Regions from separate parts of the Danio rerio genome. Here region 2 is linked to region 1. Evidence: chromatin contacts called from public Hi-C data. All regions are on one chromosome and are shown on one strand. Each heading gives the region's core, a stretch centred on a gene start, on an enhancer-like site or on the middle of the called end of the contact. The rest is flanking DNA. Distances are from core to core; before and after follow the strand shown.

Region 1 (6,600 bases), core at 2,328-4,827:
AGCCACCTTAACCTTGCTTGAGCGATCCTCGAACCGTTTGCCAGCTGCCTTGCTGTCTGAGTTTTTGCGTTGAAGTTCAGTCACTGGCAGAGGTGGTGGGGTGGCACACGCAGGTGGTTCCTTGGCTTTTAGGTAGGGCTCAGCTTTTGAACCGCCTCTGCCACTCTCCACTTGAGCACCAGAGGCTGACTCCAGTGCCAAAGGCCCATGCTCTTGTTTGCCGCCCTGCTGCATGGCTTTTCCCTGGGCAGAAGCAGTCACATTGTCTCCAGCTTTGCCATTCCTCTGGGCCCGACGCTTCTTGGGTGTAGTGTATCCACTCTCAGAGCCACTGCCATCATTGTCAGCTCCAGGTTTGCTAGGGTAACCATTGGTAAGTGGTACAGAGTTGATCGAAATCACACCATTCAGAGAAGCCAAAACCTCTTTTTTGCCCTCAAGTGTGTTCAACTCTGAGGACTTGTCATTTTTGAAGTCCATGCTGTTTCTGCTAGTGTTTCTAACTTTTCTGTCCCCTGTGGAGTCAGCAGTGAAAGCCCGTCGAGTGGGCTTCTGTTTCAAGTTGATGTCTAGCAGGTGTCTTTCGCCATTGCTGTTTGCAGGGTGCAGGGAGCTGTCTGGTTTAAAGGATGTGGGAGTCACCTCTCCCTCCTTCAAAGTTCCATTTACTTTGCCATTTTCTGCATAGAGAAGAAACAAAAGCAATAAATACACAAAATGCAAATCTGTATCAATTGATCCACTAAACAAACAATTGATGGCCAATGTCCAGATCTGATCTCAAGCTCCAGTAAGAGAACAGGTCAAGTCTAGTCAATGTTTGCACAAGATCAAGAAATATTTAGACTAGGTATGTTCAGTGGAACCAAGCCAGGGTCAGGCTGATGACAAACTCCCTTCTGGAACTTACAATGAAAAACTGCAGATTAGGATGACTCAAATCTTGAAAAATCTGATAGTCATTACTATCCCACATTCAAACAGTTCATAAAATAAAGTGAAAATCTGGGGTTTTCAAAATAAGTCTACTATAAATGTGTAAGTTTTAAATAAGCTGTTAATAATAAACATTTATCAAAATACACCGAGAGAGAAATAAAGGGGGAAAGGTCCTTCCTGTCATTATTGCAATGGAAAATGTAACTTTCAGCAGCTATTCCTCTAGTAATAAGTGTTACATGACATTTCAGAAACCACTAAAATGTGCTGATTTGGTGCTCAAGAAGCATTGTTGAGAAGTAATGAGCTGCTTATTTTCCTGAAAAGTGAGAATTTTTTTTTATTCTAGGAAAAAACACCCCCTCAATTTGCATAATGTTACACCACAGAATAATTATTATATGTTCAATGTAGTTGTTCGCAACAGAATAATCATAATTTGAAGTGTTTGGATTAAAAAATAAACTTATGTTTTTTTTTTATTTCTAGACAAGTGGCATGAGATGGTCTGCTTGGCTTCATAATTTCTATGGAAACTATTTATGACAGCTTAAGGTATGTCCTCACAGCACTGGCATCAGCAATAATACAATATTGAAAACTTGGTACACAGATTTAAATGAATTCACACCGGACATGATCTATTTTTGCACAGTATATGTAAACAATCGGAGGCAACGGGGCAATACAACACCCCAAATCAACAGCGAATTACATAAATGCGGTAATAAATGTATTCTGTGTTTTAAACGGGTGTTTACGACCTATGTCCTTTAAGCCTGAAAATATGAGGAGTGCAGAGAGTAACCCTTGTAAGCGTGCTTTCATCGGCCGGCTAAAGTCTGACATCGCCCTATTTTTAACCGGAGGTATGACGTGTCAAAATGGAGTACTCAGTCATATTTGGGTAGTTTCCCAGTATTGGTGGACACGTCTTAAAACGCTGAAATTAATGAAAAACACAGGTCAAAGCACTTTAACCCGTTTTATCCTAGGCGTGAGCGCTTGTTTGTGTAGTAAAGTCACACTATTGTGTAAGTTAACATTAGGCTAACCTAGTTAAATCGCAGCATGACAGCGAGCAACATTTATGCCGAATTACATGAAATAACTTTTGCAATTTTAACGGTTTATTTAAACCATGTTTACCTAAACAAGACTTAACTCTTGACAACCAGTGCGTATTCGATCAACAAACCGGCCAAGTCATCAGATAGCTTAGCATGCTAAGAGTGCAGCCCGATAGATTAGCCGCATGCAGCTCTGACTGTTTATATGTTATGACGAGTTTGTAAAGTGACAACTACAAATACACATTGGAAAAGGAGTTACAAGACGTTTTATCCATCAATTATGATCGATTTATGCGACATGTAGCGGTGTAGCACAGTTTCCATGTCACAATAGCTAACAGAGCCGTTCCACACTGGCTCCACATCAAACGTTGCCACGGTCCAACACAAAGTCCGGTTGTGCATTCCAACACTAAGCGATGAGTAAAATACGCTAAATAAATAGTGTCACTTTTGATTAATATCAAACATTCAACATAAGTTAAAAGCATTTGTCGTGGCATGGGGCGCTTACTTGTGGTGTTTCATACAAGGATTATCAATGATAAATAGTCAAGAAAATACACTTCACAATAAGTGAAGGCAAATGTTAATTGTTTGAAATTGATTATGTGGGTGTACACGCAGACTCGCGCACGTTGGCCGTTTATGTATAGGATTTTCCGACTGCTTCTATTTAGGGTTCTGGAACGTTTGTGTTTGAACGGGTATAGAATTTTCCGTCGCGTTCTATTCAGGCCACTTGGTGCCGAGTTGGAATCAGCGGTAAGCGCGAGCCCAGTCTCTGCCAGGCCCACTCACATGACTGTCAAAGAGCAATAGGCCTCGTTTCCAGCTAAACTGCAGAAACAAACACCCCTCAGCAACACTAATAATGACCCGGGCATCAAAAGCGAACAGAGCTAACGACGCTCTCCAAACAGTTTGGCCAAAACATTCGGTTTTGCAAGATAAACGGGTAGCGGTGAAGTTTCTGAGATTTGGCCGTCCATCATGGCGGACAGGAAATAACAGAACAAGCTTAAGCTACGAGCAGGAACATTCCACAGGAGCCGGTTCATGTTGCTGTGGCAGCGACGGGGCAGAGCTAACTGGCTATGCTGATTTCTGATGGACGCTTTGCTCTTTAAAACGGCCCAAATGGAGAGGTATGTTTGGGAATTAATTTTGTATATGAGAAATGTGTAATGCGTGCCGAGAGACCGGTGCACAAGGTCAATGTCCCTTCACGCTAACTAGCTTTGCGGCTAACGTTGTTTGTAACTATTCCAAACAGTGCGGTCAGCATAAAATACAACGCATTACACTCAGTTTAAGCTGCGATGAGGTAAACGCGTACATTTGAAGCTTGTCAAAGAAAAACACAACGAGCGCTGCTGGTTTACCAACCTGTTTTCTTCGTCTGCGTTTTCTCGTTCTTGAACTGACTGTGGTTCTGATCATTGTTTACCGATATGTTCGATCGATCAGGGCTGTTCTCTGCTCCATGGCTGATAAATACTCCGATTGCCCCTTCGCAGGGACGTTCCTCCATTTAACGCTAGCGCAAGTGACAGAATGTGCTCAACCGGTGCTCGGCGGACGAGGGGAGTTGAGACATTTGCACTGCCCAATCACCGCCTGCGTTTGGGGGTGCCAGCGAGAGGCGGGCGGTGTTTCGTGCGTCGCGATATACAAGGCGTGGATGCTTCCCAGTCAAGGCCACAGGAAGCTGTCACGCGAACTCGTGCAATCGCTCCTATGCTGTGTCAGTTCTGTTTGCGTTTGTTGTTGTGTTGTGTTCTGCTGGGGAATTTAAGCCTTAAGTGATTGGAATTTGTTTTGTGCTTTGATTTGCTTGGTGCTCCTCTCTGTCAGTGGGTGTGTGTCTTATAAGCGAGACATTTTTTGGACAAACCACTGGACAAGACTTGGTATCCTTTGCGCGTTTAATCTTAGTAATGCATTAAACATCTAAGCACTGTTCACATTCTGGTTCTGTTTGGACTTGAAGAGTAGTTCTATTCTATTCTATTCTATTCTATCTATCTATCTATCTATCTATCTATCTATCTATCTATCTATCTATCTATCTATCTATCTATCTATCTATCTATCTATCTATCTATCTATCTATCTATCTATCTATCTATCTATCTATCTATCTATCTATCTATCTATCTATCTATCTATCTATCTATCTATCTATCTATCTATCTATCTATCTGGCAGTTTCAAGTCTGCCACATTTATAACGAAGCTTTTTCCTCATAAATGCAAAAATATAAAATCAATAGTTTGTTCTATAGAAATATAACTCTTATCCTATTGAATAATAATTTATTATTATATAGCGCCTTTAAAACTTAATTTTCAAAGGGGTTTAGACAAAAAAGTTACAGAAATAAAACAGTTTAGAATAATATTAAAATTGAATCATTCAAGATAAAACATTCACAAATGCTAAAACATTCAAATATCTTAAAACATAAAACAAACCAAGAATGCACACCTCATGAGTTGGTGGGTGTAAAGTAGTGAGTTTTCAAGGATGATTTAAACAAATTAAAAGATTCAGCGTGTCTAATGTCATAGGGGAGAGAGTTCCAGAGCCTCAGAGCCAGAGATGCGAAAGCCCAGTCACCCATAGAGCACAGACGAGTGGAGGGGACTCTTAAAAGACCAGAGTCAGAGGAACGGAGGTCACGTGAAGGGGAGTACCTAGTTCAGACATATACTGTGTAGCCAAACAATGCAGTTGTTGGACAATGTTGGATCTGATCAACAACTGAGATCTGACAATTTGAACAGTGCAGTTTTTGTCTATTTTCCTGTTTCAGGTATATATATAATAAACCACCAACCTCTGCTTATCAAAAGCAATTGCCTATTTAAACTCCATCTGCTGCACTTTGGACCAGCTCTGCTTGAACTGCGGTGTGGGGGTAGACTGTAGATCTGGGCCAGGTTCTGCTCTCTCTCCCAGGAAATGCTGACAGTTAATTGGAATGAGGACGTGATCATCTTTGAGATTTAATCATTCAGTTTCCCCTGAGTCCTTGCTGACAGTGAAAATTGTGTTGAGTAAAACGTGTGTGTTCGTGTCTTTAGGGTGATATGGTAAACTAAGTGTTGTTAACTACTATGTACTAACATTTAAGTGAATCAAGTCAAAACGCATAAAAATACCTAAATGTAATTAATTATCCCCTTCAGACTTGAATTATGTTCCAATTTACGTAAAAATGTAAAATTATGTTTTCACAGTTCTTGAGGCTCCTATAAATGAGACCAATATATAACAATAAAAATTCAACACCGTTTAACAGGGTATCTGCAGGGTCTTAAAAAGTCTTACATTTCAAAAACTAAATTTTAGTCCTTAAAGAGTCTTAAATTCATTGAAATGTTGTGTTATGTGCCCTAAATAATTTTTAAACAGGTATTAATTTTCCCTTGCCAAATGAAGCTACACGATCATCCTCATGATAATAAGTAAGCAATATATTCCTTTAGGTTATGTACTTGTCAAAACGGAATATTATGTTGAATAACATGTGTACAACTACAGTTTTCTTGTTTTGACAAATTAAAGTATGTTACTAAGAAATAATTACATATGGTTGCAAGCAAAAATCCATTGGTCTAAAAGACCATTAGAAATAATCATTAATGTTAAGCCCTGTATAAATCAAAAATTACATTTATTATGGTCAATGGACATCAGGTCAGAACAGTTGTATTTCCCAAACATTACACCAACATTGAATACAATAATATATATATATATATATATATATATATATATATATATATATATATATATATATATATATATATATATATATATATATATATTATTGCTGGTGTAATCTTTTTCAAAATCACAAGCACGAGGTTTTTGTTGTATAGATGTCTTGTTTGTAATAAACTTTATCTTCATCTTCCTCATCACTCCACGTCTCAATCTGAATTTTTCCATCTGCTATATGCTCAAGAACTTCAAGATCTGTATATACTGCATATGAAATTGTTTCATCAATATTTTAGTACATCAATATATTTTTAATATAAAAAAGTTAAATCAGCATTACTGGAGATTTAATTTCCGTTACAGATTTTGAACATATAATGGACAGACATATTTTTAAAAATCCTGATCTAAAGATTGCAAAGTTACAAAATATTTGAAACTTTAATTAGTAAATACAATCTTTCTCTTTTTTTTTTTTTTTTTTTACATACAATCTATGAAACATATCAGTAAATCTGAACGAAAACATTGTAAATAAGGCTTAAGTCTGCGTATGGAGTGCTGCATTTTAGTGTAGTGGATTTTTATTTTTCTTCAAATTACAACATGCTGAGCCTTACCGCCATTTGTTTGAATTACAATCGTCCACTCTCACTGCAAGCTTAAATATAGTATTAAAACAGAAAAGCTACAAAAAAATGGTAATAATATTTCTCAATTTTACTGTTTGACCCAAACATTTGAATAGATCAACTTACAGTTTACATCAAACTTTAATGCATTGTTGCTTGTAGGTTTTTCCACCTTGTGAAGATTCCAATTTGTAAATTTATAGTTAAAATTCCATGCATTCCC
Region 2 (6,600 bases), core at 1,380-3,879, 220 kb before region 1:
TTTGTACAAAATCTTTAGTATACAGCAATTGTAGATTAATTATGCTTTATTGGATATTTACTGTGAATCTCTCATACACTTTTTAAAAACAATAATATGATGAAAATGCGTGAAACAACAGAAAATGTCAACAAAAAGTTGAATCAAATCAAATGTTCCCCATCACATTTAAGCATTTTGCATAATTGTACATGAATGGATTCATACTTACTTTAAGTTATACATATGTTGCATGTCATTCTAGGTTTAAGTAAAATTTTATAAATTATTTAAATGTACCCCAATATATCAATATTCATTCATTTTCTTATCGGCTTAGTCCCTTTATTAATACAGGGTCGCCACAGCGGAATGAACCGCCAATTTATCCAGCAAGTTTTTACGCAGCGGATGCCGTTCCAGCCGCAACCCATCTCTGGAAAACATCCACACACAAACTCATACACTACGGCCAATTTAGCCTACCCAATTCACCAGTACCACATGTCTTTGGACTGTGGGGGAAACCCACGCGAATGCAGGGAAAATATGCAAACTCCACACAGAAACACAAACTGAGCCGAGGCTCGAACCAGCGACCTTCTTCCTGTGAGGCGACAGCACAACCTACTGCGCCACTGCTTCGCCCTATATCAATGTTTTGTGTGTATTTTTAGTATGAACAATTCTAGCCACCAAAAGATTTCTTTTTTTTCTTGATTGGCTACAGAACAAACTGTTGTCCAAACACTTGTCTAATTAATCTAGCTTGCCAAATTAACCTAATAAGGCCTTTAAATTGCACTTTAAACAGAATACTAGTAACTGGCTAAATATTATTTACTGTCATCATGGCAGACAAAAGAAATAAGTTATTAGAAACTCTTTATTAAATCTATAAGCACTAGCACCTGGGAAATTCAAGTTTATTTGTATAGCACCATTCACTAGCAGCTTTACTAAATGAGCACATTATTAAATTGCTATTAAATTGCTATCAAAATCAAATTTAGGGTGTGGAGTATAGGGTTTACACTACAGTGGTCATAGCATTTACATTTGAAAAAGAATTAAAAACTTACAGAAGGGCTGTATATATAAAACCATTGTTATAATGTATTATCAATACAAAACCACTTAACAAAATTACAAAAATACCAATAAATCACTTTTATTCACCAAAAAAAAAAAAAAAAAAGTTAAAACTGATTCAGTTAGAAGGTTTGTGTCTGTTTATGTGAAAAGTTTTAAATAAAGTCCTTATATTTACTCAGGCAGCAATAATTTACATGTCTGACTGTTACATATATTGTTTTGTATGCATGCCTGAGTGTTTGCATGTGTAACATAAATGGCTTTAAATACTTAATCAATTTATCTATGAATCTTTGGTTATAGCATTCATTTTTTGCTGATGCCAGTCCCCTTTATGACCCAAGCTCCAAATCAACTTAAAAAATACAAAAGAATGGCAAAGAGTGAATGTCAAAATGCAAAAAAGAAAAAAAGAAAGAAAAAAAAAAGAAAAAAGCTTTTCTTACTAAGATTTTGTGTCTTGTTTCTTGTCTAAATATCTGAAAATTCTAAGAATCAAAAAGCATTTTAGACAAACAAAATTAGAGTCTTGTTTATCCTTAAAACAAGCAAAATAATCTTATGCCATAATGAAAAACAAGATTATTTTGCTTGTTTTAAGGGAAAACTCACTGAATTGTGGCATATTATTTTTGAAAATAAGACAATAGTTTATGCTACTTGATATAGCCAGAATTTTTAGACATTTGGAAACAAGACAAAAACTCTTCAGTAAGAACGCAGTGCAAAGCTAAACAATGGCCAATGGGAAAGCAATACAGTTATGACAAAGTTAGTGTATTCAAATGGCTGTTAAACTTAAAATTAGCTATTAGGGTAAAAACCGGTTTATTTGGACCTACGCTCGGATCTCATCCTCCTTGTAGAAGAGCTGAGGTACAGGGTCTGCTGCTGGAACCCTTGGTCTGCGGGGTTTCTGATAGAGAGGTTCTTTCTTCGGAGGAAAAGCTGCATAAACATCATACCAGATGGGTTTTTCCTCAGGCTTGAGCACTCCAGCTCGCAATAAATCACGAACCCTTTACAAACAAGCATCCAATCATTCAGCTTCACAATACAAACTGCATCTCATCAGCAATATTCAAGAAATCAGACTTAAATGCTTATATAAATCTCCAGAAATTGGACTCATTTAGGTAAAATGTATGACAAATTAACAAATGTCAAATAAAATAGTATGTAAATCTCTTTATAAAGCCGAACGGTCATTTTAACAAACAAACATAACGTTACACACATAAAGCTATTATTTATTTAGATTAAATAAGCGTTATTGGCATTATGAAATGATTAATATACTAACTGTTACACTTTAGAATTCAGCTTGTTTTAAAACGTATTTTACATTCCATTAACCTTGAAGTGATCTGAAGAAGCACATGCTGTCATTGGCGCTTACCTTGTAAATACAGTCCCGAACTTTTCAAGTCGACTTCCAGCCATAATGTATGTATTTGATTATAAAAATTTATTTAGACGACAATAAATAATTGGAAAATCAAAAAAAACGTGACAGTAACAGAAACGCTCTTTGCTGCAGCGATACAGTGCTTCCGGTGTTACTATGGATCCCCATCAAAGACAAACTAGACGAAAGCGAAGGTAAAAAAAAAAAAACCTGTCTTGTAGTTATGTTATAATTACTTTATTACAAAATACAGAATTTGCCATGAAATAAAAATTCCAATTACAGATTTACATAACACTTTATATCTAAGAAAGTATGAGCTACAGAAGTAAATATCTGGGGATTTATATGTAGCTTAAGGTAAGCCATCATCACAGTTAAAAATGCAGCTAAGAAAAAAGGATTTTGATTGACAAACACAAACTAGATGCATTGGTTTTTAAACAAACAAGGGCAAAATAAAATTCGACCGATAATGGATTGATGTGTTTTATGGGAATTTATGAAATTTCTGCTTCGGGTAAAGTGTTTTATTGCGTGATGTTTATTTGCACTGTGGGCTCAGGAGTTAGTGTACTCTCAGTGCTGGGTTGAGGCTGGAACAGTATCTAACACATGAAACATAAAAGTAATTGGCGGTTCATTCCACTGTGGCGAGCCCTGACAGATCAGGAACTTGCCAAAAAAAATTATTAAGCGAGTGGTGTTTCAGATTTACTTATGGACCCTTTTTACATTTCCAGGTTTCTCAGCAGCTCAAGTCATCTTTGTCGGGTAAACTTAGAGCGCAGTGAATGGGAAAGTACAATATATATATATATATATATATATATATATATATATATATATATATATATATATATATATATATATATATATATATTTAAATCTTGTTTGCTGAAATAATAAAAGAAAAACAATGGTGTTATCAAGACTTTCAGAAAAAGGAAAAAAAATAGTGTGAAACTGATGACGACAGCCAGAGGAATGACTGTCCTGCCCCATAGACGCTGCATTAGACACATCTCACAAAAGCACATCTCAAAAATCATTCTTTTTTTTTTTGGCTTAGTCCCTTTATTAATCTGGGGTCGCCACAGCGGATTGATCCGCCAACTTATCCAGCACATGTTTTACGCAGCAAATGTCATACCAGCTGCAACGCATTTCTGGGAAACATCCATACACACTCATTTACTCATATACACTACGGCCAATTTAGCTTTATCCAATTCACCTATACCGCATGTCGTTAGACTGTGGGGGAAACAGGAGCACTGCGTCGCCATTAGTAGTAATTTGTTTTTTGTAATTTGATGCAAAGATAACATACATACATAAATACATATAAATTTTTATACATTAAAAAAATCTAATTATTAAAAACTTTCAAGGATTTAAGATGCAGATGACCGATGAATGTCAGAAGTCTTGATAAAAGAGTCCATTTCTTACAAACAAGATGCATAAAATTAAAGAATTACAGGATTAAACATTCTTCTTTTTGGTGTATCTGGGTTTTGAAAAAAATCTAAATGGTCCAGGTGATCTTGAGCACTAGTATCCGAAGATGTCCTCATGGTACCGTTTTTCATTCTGTGATAAAAAAAAATGCATAACAAAATAATTAGTGTACACATATCTTTACAGATAAAAAAAACATTAAGATTTTAATTTTCTTAATTTGAGGAAAACTCCTAAACACAAATGCTGTTAGACATTTGCTCTAAATTGTGTTGTCATGTTGGTGGTTGACCTTGAGCCTTGACAGATACTCCTCAGCCTGAGCAACAGTGATGCCCATCTGATTGACTAGGATCTCCTTGACAGTAGCAGCTACATCGCAGGCCATGTTCACCCCTCCACAGACGTACACATGTCCTGAGTTGTGGTGCAGAACCTCAAAAATCTTGTCATTTAATTGCTCTCGCAAGATATCTTGGACATAAACCTGGAGCAAGAGTGCAGAAATAAATGCAGGATAACAGTATCTACTAGCAATGACATGTGACTATCTGAGAGTGTCAGCAGCCAATTAAAAAAAATTAAATCATTAAAAGAAAGCTTTAAATTTTAATTTAGAAAGTTTCCTGTTTTATTAAATAATAATAATAATAATAATAATAATAATAATAATAAGATAATAAATAATAAAAAAGTAATAATTTATTTTGTTCAATCATTTATAAAAGATCATAAAAGTAATTTGACAACATATTGAATACTAAAAGTCATAATTAATGGTTTAAATCATTAAACTTTGCCTTAATCCTTCAAACCAATAAACCAGGACACTTTTAATCATTAAGAAATAAAATAAAATAAAATGTAGTATGTTCTATAAATAGGGTGACGCAGTGGCGCAGTACGTTGTGCTGTCACCTCACAGCATAAAGGTTGCTGTTTCGAGCCTCGGCTAGGTCAGTTGTGTTTCTATGTGGAGTTTGCATGTTCTCCCTGCGTTCGCATGGGTTTCCTCTGGGTGCTCTGGTTTCCCCCACAGTCCAATGACATGTGGTACAGGTGAATTGGGTAAGCTAAATTGTCCATAGTGTATGAGTGTGAATGAGTGTGTGTGTAGAGTTTTCCAGAGATGGATTGCGGCTGGAAGGGCATCCGCTGCATAAAAACGTGCTGGATAAGTTGGTAGTTCCTTTCATTATGGCGACATTGGATTAATAAAGGGACTAAGCCAAAAATGAATGAATGAATGAATGAATGAATGTACTATAAATGTAGTATGCTTCTATCATTGCAAAAAATGCTGTTCTTACTTAGATTTTTTTGTATTGTTTCTAGTCAAAAAATAGCAAAATAATCTTATCACAAATCGAAAAACAAAATTATTTTGCTTACCCCATTGGCAGATTATTTTGCTTGATTTAATGAAAAACTCATTTCATTTTGGCATATTATTACTTAAAACAATATGTTTTGCTTGTCTAGAAAATGTTTCTTGATGTAAGAATTTGTAGATATTTGGACTAAAAACAAGACAAAAAATCTAAGTAAGAAAAGTATTTTTGCAGTGTATTCTTTTATATAATTTATGCGCAGGTCAGAATATATGCGGTCTAATTTATTTGGAAATATATCTGTAAAGATGAATGACACGTCTCCCCTATTTCAACAGACAGCCTGTGCAGTGAAGTGGCGTGGCCAGAGGTGCTGTAATGCTATTTGCAGAGAGAGTGCAAAAATGCCGCCCAAACGCTGCTATTTCCACAGAGCTTCTTTTGTTTCTGTATTTGGGCTTCCGAAGGACACGACAAAAAGAGAGAAGTGCTTACAATTTTTTAAAATTATGTTCCAGAGAATTATAAAAAAATATGGAGGCTAGCTAGCATTCGACAAAGGGGAACTTCCAGACTCTCTCCCAGTTCATTGCTGCATTCGGCTAAAAACTCCTCAAACCGTTGTGAGCCACAACCTGTAAGTAATTTAGCAGTAATCTAGCATTAACGGTATATTGTAGCGAGGGTGTAAAAAAGGATGTAAACAACGGTAAATGCTGTTTGGCACCCCTAACAGTTTAGCTGCAAATTCATATTTATTCGTCAAATCGCTGTAAACATCCACAATCTTTAGCTGCGCTGCAGTGTTTCTCTATGTGGCTGCTTTCTCTGCGTTCTACATCTAAAATAAATTGTTTGTCAGATTATATTTTAGAGAGCAGGCATGTTCAGCTATGTGCTCTTCATGACTGAACTGTTTACACAGCGCAAAAGCGCCTGCTTTAGGAGTGTGACGTGGTAATGTGGAGCCGATCCACGAATCACAGCACATTATGTTAGCTGACCAATCAGAGCCTCTTGACGGTGGGCCTTACAGAGGAACTAGGAAATGTGACGGACATTTTCATGTTAGCTGAGTAGCTGTATATAATTAAAGATATAGGAAAAAAACTGAGTTTCTACAAGAGAAGCATGAGCACACATTGCTTTGCAATTTATAAACACAACCAAGCCTTAAAATACACTTTGGACCACCCCTTTAAACATTTAAGAAGACCCTTGCTTTTAATATATTATATAACATATTATAACTGTATATAAAATCACTTTTGTATATTTAATTTGATCCACACACCAACAATTGTTTCATATTTGACTGAAATA

The links. Hi-C and Micro-C count contacts between places; a contact is called where the count stands out from the background.
Region 2: a Hi-C map of an unstated tissue shows a contact between it and region 1, with 4 times the contacts expected there. The contact joins the promoter of mrps23 here to the promoter of nufip2 in region 1. A contact is called at or near these places in 6 of 18 Hi-C or Micro-C datasets (caudal fin, embryo, hematopoietic stem cells and 1 more) and 2 of 4 datasets of contacts at active chromatin or transcription factors (caudal fin and embryo).

Annotation. Positions count from the first base shown.
Region 1 is chr15:32,718,355-32,724,954 of GRCz12tu, reverse strand. It overlaps nufip2 (nuclear FMR1 interacting protein 2), which reads right to left and starts at 3,577. Exons shown (of 4, transcript XM_002664642.7): 1 at 3,402-3,577; 2 at 1-680. The coding sequence starts at 3,546. It overlaps LOC141377866 (a long non-coding RNA gene), which reads left to right and starts at 3,036. Exons shown (of 5, transcript XR_012390913.1): 1 at 3,036-3,160.
Region 2 is chr15:32,940,709-32,947,308 of GRCz12tu, reverse strand. It overlaps mrps23 (mitochondrial ribosomal protein S23), which reads right to left and starts at 2,629. Exons shown (of 5, transcript NM_001003615.1): 1 at 2,474-2,629; 2 at 1,917-2,093. The coding sequence starts at 2,517. All of the region lies in intron 1 of LOC137487766 (a long non-coding RNA gene), which reads left to right. It overlaps nos2b (nitric oxide synthase 2b, inducible), which reads right to left. Exons shown (of 26, transcript NM_001113501.1): 25 at 4,239-4,433; 26 at 4,034-4,078. The coding sequence ends at 4,040.